2 separate regions of the Mus musculus genome follow, and region 1 is linked to region 2. The links are chromatin contacts, called in public Hi-C maps. All regions are on one chromosome and are shown on one strand. Each heading gives the region's core, a stretch centred on a gene start, on an enhancer-like site or on the middle of the called end of the contact. The rest is flanking DNA. Distances are from core to core; before and after follow the strand shown. Region 1 overlaps Ppp1r1c (protein phosphatase 1, regulatory inhibitor subunit 1C). Region 2 has its middle 30 kb from the start of Ppp1r1c.

Evidence for each region. Hi-C and Micro-C count contacts between places; a contact is called where the count stands out from the background.
Region 1: a Hi-C map of bone marrow-derived macrophages shows a contact between it and region 2, with 6 times the contacts expected there. The contact joins two enhancer-like sites. A contact is called at or near these places in 1 of 15 datasets of contacts at CTCF or cohesin (pro-B cells), 29 of 484 Hi-C or Micro-C datasets (the C2C12 cell line, the G1E-ER4 cell line, bone marrow-derived dendritic cells and 18 more) and 2 of 115 datasets of contacts at active chromatin or transcription factors (acute myeloid leukemia and bone marrow-derived dendritic cells).

Annotation. Positions count from the first base shown.
Region 1 is chr2:79,771,174-79,776,250 of GRCm38.p6, forward strand. All of the region lies in intron 4 of Ppp1r1c (protein phosphatase 1, regulatory inhibitor subunit 1C), which reads left to right. Among named protein-coding and RNA genes, the nearest start is that of Ppp1r1c, 66 kb to the left of the region's middle. Within about 2 kb of position 3,463, at least 12 of the 459 cell types and tissues checked have an H3K27ac peak or open chromatin away from gene starts, as enhancers often do. A contact at or near this core is called in bone marrow-derived macrophages, where this site is marked.
Region 2 is chr2:79,674,955-79,679,643 of GRCm38.p6, forward strand. No RefSeq gene overlaps it. Among named protein-coding and RNA genes, the nearest start is that of Ppp1r1c, 30 kb to the right of the region's middle. Within about 2 kb of position 2,862, at least 16 of the 459 cell types and tissues checked have an H3K27ac peak or open chromatin away from gene starts, as enhancers often do. A contact at or near this core is called in bone marrow-derived macrophages, where this site is marked.

The DNA of each region.
Region 1 (5,077 bases), core at 2,213-4,712, 97 kb after region 2:
GGCCCCCTAGAAAAGCAAGACATACTTTGAACTTCCCAGTCATCTTCCAGCCCCTCCTTGAGTTCTGCCTTTCCGGAAGCTTCACAACCCTCTCTTGATCTTCTACAGCAGACACTGGGTTAAGATGTGAAATGAAAGCAAAAGCCACCTACAGTTCTGTTCATACCCTGGTATTCTAAACAGGTTGGGGACATCAGGAACATGGTAAAATCTCACCAAATCTTCCTGCATTTTTCTTTACTTCCTTCACACAGAAGTTTTCCTTAAACACTCTGAAGTTTAAAGGAAGGAGTGGATACATCAAGATCCTTACAAAGAAGTTCATCTGGTTTGCACTGTCAAGGGATTAGTCTTGAAGCCATAGATGGCTTTTCATTGAGAGTGGGGGGATCTTCAGCCAAGTTAAACCACTATTATTGCCACACACAACCACATTGCTAGGTTTTCTTATGAGGTACTCTAGAACGTAGTTAGTATAGCAACAATAACTGCTCTGTGCCATCACATCTGGGGAAAGTATGTCGCCCAGCTTTAAATTCTTGTTACCTATTAGGCCTGTGAAACACCACAGTCTGGGCACCCTGCTTCAAATATGCAAGAGGTTTTCCTTTGAGGCTCATTTAGTGACAAAGAAATTCTGGGTTTTGTCTCAGTTTCTAGCAGTTCTTAGAAAAATAAACATATTTCATGTCTTGAACATTACAACAGGATAGTGGTTACATTTTATTAAAATAGCATTTTTGAATAGACAACAACAACAACAAAATACCCAGCCACAATGTTTTGTAATTTAATTTAAAACATACTTCATTTTTAGATGAATTTAGGTTTCTAATTTATATTATTTGTTATATTGCTATTTGACTTGCAAAGTCTACCTCTGTGGGAATTGGTGTGAATCTTTGGAGAAAGTTTCCAGCATCTCCAAAATTTCTAGAAATCACGGATTTTGATCTAGGATAAAACAGAATAAGAGGTCCCTTCCCCTTCTATTTGTTTACATCATATCCCCCCCTTCTCTTTTGTGCCTCCCTCCCATCTTTCCCCTGTTCTTTTCTTCTTGACTGATTTACATCCTACCAAGACTAGCTTGGCTATAGAGCGAGGTTGCACTTGCTATCCTCCTGTCATGGCTTCCCTAGTGCTGGGGTTTCAGGCACATGCCACCACTCACAGCTTTGAATTTTTCTCTCAAAATCATAATAGTACCTATTAATGCCTTTGATGTTATTGAACACACAATATGTAAAAATCACGGCAAGGAATTGGAAGGAAGGGATCTTGGATCTGTAATTTCCAACACGGATTTTCTTTCATGCTTCGAGTCCTGATGTTTAATAAGGTCACCTCACATCTTCTAGTCCTAACACTATTCCCTTAGGTAATTGCCCCTCTACACAATAAATTAATTAGCACTTGTGAAATATTTCTTTCAAAATATTTCTCTATTGATCTTTCACAATTCTGTGTGCCTGTAGCATCTTGCTTATGATATTTTCTTCAACGTTCCATTTCCTCCCCTGCTATTAGGTAACTCGGGTCTTTAAAAACACACCTGTAAATACTAACATGAAGAGATGTGGGAGAGAGATTCATTTGGCAAATGTTCTTAGCCTATTAGAAAAAGTGGATGTCTATAGATTCCTTTGTACCAATGCTATTCATTCTAAAAAATTGTGAAAACAACAAAAAACCACTTTTCTCTTGGATTTTCTTAAAAGGTGGCAGAGAAAGGGTCCTTTAGTTATGATTTAATTAATCTTCCATAATTACTTGCTATATTAGTTATTTTTTTTTCATTGTTAGGACCAAATACCTTGCAAAAACAACTTAGTGGCTTGTAGTTTCGAGGGTACCATGCACTTCAGCAAGCAAGACCTGGCAGCCGGACTGGTTCTGTCCATGATAGCAGGAACTGGCTGCAGATGGTCTTATTGCTGTGGCACACAGACTGACAGATAGACAGGAAGGAAGGAAGGGAGAGAGGGAGGGAGGGAGGGAGGGAGGGAGGGAGGGAGGGAGGGAGGGAGGGAGGGAGGGAGGGAGGGAGGAAGAAAGGAAGGAAGGACATACTGAACCAAAACCAGGACTGAGCTACAACCTCTAAGCCCACTCCTAGTGTCCGACAGCCAGGTCTCACAAGCCAAAGATTCTGCCACCTTCCAAAGTATCAATACCAGCTGGGAATCAAGTGTTTAAACGTGTAAACCTGTGGGGGGTGCTTCAGATTCAAGCCCTAACATGTGAGCTTTGTTTCCTAGACGTAATGTAAACTTAAGAAAATCTTCTAAGTTGAAGTCAAGCCAGAAATGAAACCTATGTGTGTAAGAACTAGATTAAATTTCATGGCTGCAACAACAACAACAACAACAACAACAACAACAACTGAAGTCAGGCAATGCTTCAAGGTTTAGATAGTGTAGACTTTACATTATACCACTGTGCGTGAGTGTGTGTGCGTGTGTGTGTGTGTGTGTGTGTGTGTGTGTGTGTGTGTACCTATGAACTTAAGAATGTATTTCTCCATCAGGTCTCTGTGTACCTTATTTTCTTATTAGCCTGGGGCTTACTGATGAAACTAGAGTAGCTAGCTAACGAGCTTGTCTCTTCCTCCTCAACACTGGGATTACAGGCATGTACACCACTCCTGGATATTTTTGTGTGTCTTTCAGAATGAAATTCAGATCCTTACGTTTGTGTGGCAATCATTTTATTGGTTGATCCCCCTTTCCAGGCCCAGGCTGCCTGCTTTAGAGTATCAGGACGTTTCAAGTTCTTATGTGACTTTTTAAAAATTAAGATACATGTTCCCAGATCTCAAAGCTGACAGGGAGAAAGCTCTAAAAGTTTTGATTTTAATGAGCATCAGTTTTAATTATCGATAGATTGAATTTAGTTTTAGAAATATTGGAAAAGGAAATATTGCAGAGCCTGTTGTCAACTCTAAAAGTGTACTTTCATTTTACTAGGATGAAGTAATTTTGTTGAATCTTTGGAGGTCTTTGCTTTTTGTATACACATTCCTAGTTTATAGACAGGTATTTTAATCCTTTCTGATCCCTGAGTTTATATATGTATCTATATGTGTGCATATATACTTATTATAAATATATATATATATACACACACACACACACATATATATATATATATATATATATATATATATATATATATATATATATACATATGTGTGTGTTTGTGTGTGTATATTTTCACATAATTGCATAATTACTCATTAACTTGAGCAGATCCCTTGGAGCCTCTCCAGTGTGTGTTCCAGTGTGTGCTGGATGAATACTGTTCCTCTGCACCCTGGTAATTGGCCAACAGATCTCCCGGGAATGTTTTGGTCTCTTATATAAACACTCCAGGAACAAGGGGCCACGACTCTGTGTTTTATTCACTGGCAATGAGACCTGAAGGGTTTTACACAAAGTTCTCATAGCATGTGAAGAACGAAGAGCTTGTGAGGAGAGCGCCCTCTGCTGGTACTTAAGATTTCAGACGTTCTCTTGGAAAGTAGTGCTTAAGAAATCAGAACAAAATGTATTCTTTTCAGCACAAAATGGGCTTACACTAAATGAATAGTCAGCAGAAGGAGTTCTTTAGTTTTGGTGTCCTTATATTGTGAGACACACTCTCTCTGTATCTTTTACCTTCCAACTATTTTGTATGCCGATTGGATATTGCTTTGCTTAGAAACTAAAACCCAAACAGGGTCTAGACATGGTAGGCAGGTTATTTATTTTTATGGTTTTTGTTTGTTTGTTTGTTTGTTTCCTGACTAACCCTAACCAAAGCCAGCTTCACTATCAGCTTCTTACCCTTGAAACTCTCTGGACTGTCACATACTAGGGCATTATTCTCAAGTCTGAAGCTACCTTTATTCTGTACAAAGGAATAGCACACAAACCTGGGATGGTCTTTTTCAAACTAACTAACTTCCTGTTCATTTCTTCTTTAAGACAATGATGGTGGTCTTCACTTGCGAAGGTCACAAAAAGAGAATGGAGTAAGAGAAAATTGAGCCTTGACGGTTCTAATATGTGTAATCTTTAAGCAACATATCCCTCACCAACTCCAACCAAGTTTCTCATTTATTTCTTTAACGAGGAGAAACTAGTTTAAAGGGAGTCATAATGAACTAACAAAATAGTGCAGACCTGGCAAGCAGCATAGGCATGCTAACTGCACTTTCCACCATTCCTGGGAAGACTAGGTTTCACAGAGACTCAGACTGAAAGCTAATTTCCTGCCCAACACTCTGCATGGCCATGCAACACGCTCACCCATAGAAACTCCTTGTAAAAAGTCAGCACGTGACTACTCCCGTTACATAATCAAAATTTATTTATTTTTGGTATAAAGAAAATATCTGGGGAGTGGGGTGTTAGAGACATGACTCGAGAACACTGAAGCCAGGCGGTGGTGTCGCACACCTTTAATCACAGCACTCGGGAGGCAGAGGCAGGCAGACTTCTGAGTTCGAGACCAGCCTGGTCTACAAAGTGAGTTCCAGGACAGCCAGGGCTATACAGAGAAACCCTGTCTCAAAAAACAAAAAACAAAAAACAAAACAAACAAAGAACACTGGTGCTTTTCCATAGGACCTGGGTTTGATTCCCAAGACCCATGGGGCAGTTCACAGCCTTCTGCAACTTCAGTTCTAGGGACTCCAATGCATTCCAGCTTCTGCAGGCGCGGCACACATGTTGTGCACAGATACAAATGCAGATACAACACCCATACACATAAAAATCAATCTTGAAAATTAAAAGATTCAAATTAGAGTAACCCCTACATGCAGAATTTGTCCTTGTAACGTTTCGCCAGCAAAACACACTCGGACAACCAGATCCTTCTACGGCAAAGCTTTATTGCTTACTTCTCAGGAAGACCCCGATCCCGGAAAAAGGAGCTGCTTAGGTACCCCTCCTTGTGACGTGTCAGCTCCTGATTAGCTGCTCACTCATCACCCTACTGCTACGTCCTGAGATGGGCAGTGACTTGGCACGAATTTACCTCAGCACCTGCGCACATTGCTTGTTTACTAGTTAGGCACTGAGGAAGCCAG
Region 2 (4,689 bases), core at 1,612-4,111:
AACTGGCATACTAGGCTGAGCCAACAGACCAATCACTTAGTATATAGATAAAGGGAATCTCATCATTGGTATTCTTTTTCTTTCCTGGGTTTATTGGGAAGTTACCATGTTCAAGCCACCATGCTATATAGAGTGAGTCGTGAAGGGGGCTGAAAAAAACATGCATCTTTTAATGTAAGGTATGCTTAGCAGTGTCCATTTCTGCATTCAGAATTTGAGTGTCATTTACTGCAGTCAGAAAAGTCCACCCATGTCTTTTGGTTTGGGTGAAGTTGTTCGATTAAAGATGGAGACCTGGAGCATATGAGGTTATAAGGAACATTAGTAAATGTTATCCAGAACACCAAAAGTGATTTTAAGTTCCCATGTGCCTGATGAGAGTGATGTTCTCAGAGATGCACATTGTTCATAGCTCAAGGATGCTGTGCCAAGAGCCTTCCCAAAGAAGGCACAGAAGGAACCCTGAGATTATTTTTGAAGGTTTGTCTACTGAATGATACACCAACAATGGGCAGCTCCTCAGATTGAAGTACATGCTGTACCATTCCTTTTTAGGAAGCGATTAAGTGATTAAAAACAAGGCCAACCACGCTAAACACTGTTCGTGAGGTAATTGCTTAGTAAGTCCATGAATTCATGATTCATGATTCCTTCTATTATCTCTACAGCCCAAAGATACTATTTTTTTAAAAAAACAAAAACACCTTTAAGTCTAAAGCAGATTCTAAGTTAGACTCACAAGCATATAACAGCGTGTGTGGGCACAGTTAGAATAATTAGGGTCATTACTTAAACCTCAGTTGTGAATATGTAGATTTATATTTGGCCAGAGATTATACCATTATTACTTATTAATATATATAAAATACAGGCATTCAAATGGAAGTAATGTTTATTCAGAGCTCTGCCCGTGAGGACAAACAGATGGCATTAATAATGAGGAAATTGCAGTTTTCCATGTGAAGGCAAACCTGCTTCTCCACTGGGTTCTCAGTGGATGCCATTCTGGCATGATGTGAGAAGGAGAGCCCTTCCCTTGCTATCAGTGCCTACCTTGGTGGCAAAGCTGCACTGCTCACTGCCCAGCTTGCTTTCCGAAATCCTTGGGGAAATCATGCTCACTTCTGCTCTCGGCTCTGTCTCCTTGGATGTGCTAGCTGTGGGTATGAACCACCCATGCGGGTACCTCTACTGGTCTCTGCTATACACCCTCATTCAAATCAACAGAGTCAGATATTCCTGGGCGGAACCTTAGAATGGAGGCAGTGTCAGGCACGAATTCTTTCCTTCCTGCCTTATTTAAGAACAGAAAAGTGTTCAAATGATGAATATTAAACATTCATATTTTTATTATTTTCTCATCTAAAATCTCATCACAGTTTTACTTATTTAACCATCCTTCCTTGTTCAATTAAAAAAAAAAAGGAATCAAAAGAACCGGTAATAAAATTTCTTTAATTTTTAAAATTTTATCTCTGTGTGTGAGTCTGTACCTGTAAGGCTGTGGCACAAGACTGAGGGTGCCACTGAGGCTGGAAGAGGATAGACATCAGCATATCACGATACTTGTTTTATAGGTATTGTTTTGTTTTGTTTTGTTTTGTTTTGTTTTGTTTTGTTTTGTTTTGTTTTGTTTTGTTTTGTTTTAAGGCAGTGTCTCTCTGTGTAACCCTGGCTGTCCTGGAACTCTCTCTATAACCAGACTGGACTCAAACTTAGAGATTCCCTGCCTCTGTCTCCTGAATGCTAGGACTAAAGTGATGTGTCATCACTACCTGTCTTTATTATTTTATATTTAGAAAAATATTCTTGTGAAATATAAACTAGAGAAAACTTTCAAAGCCTTATTTATGTGAGATGGCTCGTGCCTGTTATTTCAGCACATGATAAGCTAAGGCAGGAAGTGTGTCACAAGTTCAAGGTGAACCTGTGAAGGAATACATAGTGAGTTCAGGCTAGCCTGGTCTACAGTGTAAGACTCAGCCTCTAAAGAATATAGTCCTTGCGGGGCTGGTGAGATGGCTCAGTGGGTAAGAGCACCCGACTGCTCTTCCGAAGGTCCGGAGTTCAAATCCCAGCAACCACATGGTGGCTCACAACCATCCGTAACGAGATCTGACTCCCTCTTCTGGAGTGTCTGAAGACAGCTACAGTGTACTTACATATAATAAATAAATCTTTAAAAAAAAAAAAAAGAATATAGTCCTTGCAAAGGAAACAAATTAAGACAATTACTGTTTATGGAGTGTGTGTGTGTGTGTATGTGTGTGTCCATATGTGTGTGTGCATTCGAGACCACAGGTGTGTCACTGAGTGTCTCCTTATGTCATTGGCCACCTTGTTTTGGGGCCCATGTGTCTCACTGAGGCTGGAGCTTTGTAGTCTCAGCTAACGTGGCTGGCTACTGAATTCTAGGGACATACCTGTCTCCCTAGCTCTGGGATTGTATGCATAGGGCACCACATTGATGTTGGGAATCCAATGTAGGTCTCCATGCTTTCCCAACCAAGCCATCTCTCCAGCCCCATTTTATTCTTACTATGAACTCTAAATTAAATGAGTTGACTTACTATTATAGCATGTATATTGCAAACAAAATATATTCAAACTAAACTGTAATTGCTTTGTGAAATGTTCAGAATGTTAGATACTAATTGATGTATGGTAGCCAACTGACTTTGAACTTGATGTAATTCTGAAAGGCATCAACTCTGGAATAGAGTAAATATTCAATTGCTAGATATTGGAAATACCTTAGACTGTCATTTATGAAAACACTTTAGACTAGGCACTATCTTTGGTAGAAGGAAATGGGCAGTTCCAGCCAAGAGATGAGTAATGGAGTGACATTTAACTGTGACTTGTCTAAGAGACAGAATCAGGAAGTGTGGATATCTATATTTCATGACCTTGACATGACATCTCTTACCTATACTAAAAAGAGAGCACTTTTGAGAGGTGGTGCCAACTGCCAACTTCCTGTTTCTTGTTCAAACAAGAAACATTAAGGCATCTTCAAAACATTCTGGTCCAATCCTAGATAAACCTCCTGTCACAGTAAGTTCTCCACAGCCTGTCTGTGGGGTTTTAAAGTTGCTTAGCTGAGATTTCATACTGATTGCCAAAAAAGTTAAGTAGTTTCTGGTTGTTTATCTTGAGTTGTGGGAATGACTACCAGAAGTTTTTACGTAAGTATGTCATGTGGGATTTAAAAAGAAAAAAAAAAAAAATGTTGGTCCTGTAGAAATTGAGACTGGTATCTACTGGGAAAAGGAAAGAGGCAGGAGGAGGTGAGATGTCTGAGCCCTTAACTGGCTGACACGAGACTCTGAATCCCCAATACTGACAGGAAAAAGGAGGAGGTCACAGATGAGGCCTGAGTTACAGTCATAGTAGTGTGAGAAAGTACACACACTGGAGTGACTAGGTGATGCACTGCATATTTAAAAAGAAATGATAAAAATAATTTTAAATATTTTAACAAAGTAAACAATAGGAAATATACATTTAACCTGACTTAAATAATGTACACATCATTTGAAATATCACATAGTACTCTGTAATGTATATGATGTTTATGTATATATGACTTTAGAAATAAAAAAAATCAAAAGAGAACTTTATCCATTCAAAGCCTACAGCTTAACAATTCCTTTTTTTATGAAAATAAAGTTCTCCTTGAGTAGAAATAGGTACATGAATTTATTATAATCCTGAATTTAGTATGGTTTTGTTTGGCAAGAATATGTAAGAAACAAAGACTATAGTTATATCTGCGTTTAGACATATATTTAGTCACAGAGGAACATGAAATAATACAGAGTTTTAAGTTTTTTTTCCTATAATTTGATCATCAGGAATAAGGAATATATCCCTAAAATCGATGTCCTTATACAGTTATTTTTTTCTCTTTCTATAGCAAACTGTGTTTTCTGAATATGAGTCCAGCAGTACCCCCCATTTTCTCTTCTGAAACTTAGTTATTTTTTCATTCAGACCTGGAGTTTGGGGTTGGAGAGATGGCTCAGTGGTTAAGAGCACTCGCTACCCTTTCAGAGGACCCAGCGTCCGTCACTTTCTGCCATCTACACTGGATGGGTCACAACCACTTGTAACTCCAGTTCCAGGGGATCTGATGCCGTCTTATGCCTTTATAGGCACCTGCACTTGTGAGTTCATATAAGTATATATTTTTAAAGGGATTTAAGTCTTCCCTCTGCAACTGTTTGTGTATCTATGGCTGCAGAGGGACAGGGAAAGAGGAGGTGAGAGCCTGCTACTGTCACAATTATGACAAGATAATGTCGTGTGATTTCATGTTATTCTCATTAGATGCATGTTCTCTGGGTCTCACCTACTGTTCTGGAACAGAAAGATGAGCCTTGGGAGAATGAGCCGTGAAAAACAGAAGCTATGGCCTCCGGCTCTAGATATATTCCTGTGCAGTTGACTGCACCACATTGCCGATTCTGGGAGCCAGTTATACCGAATGTTCTTTCCAGCTTTCAGTTAAGTCCAACCCCGCCTGGGGAGGTGACGTCACATTAAGTAGTTCCTGCCAAACATTGGCAAAATTGTAGGTACATGAATACTAGTTACTGTTTGGTATACTCATTTGGAGATAGTTTATGCTCTTGTTGGATTTTGTACCCAGACGCGAGATGCTGCCGTAACCAAAAGCACGGACAT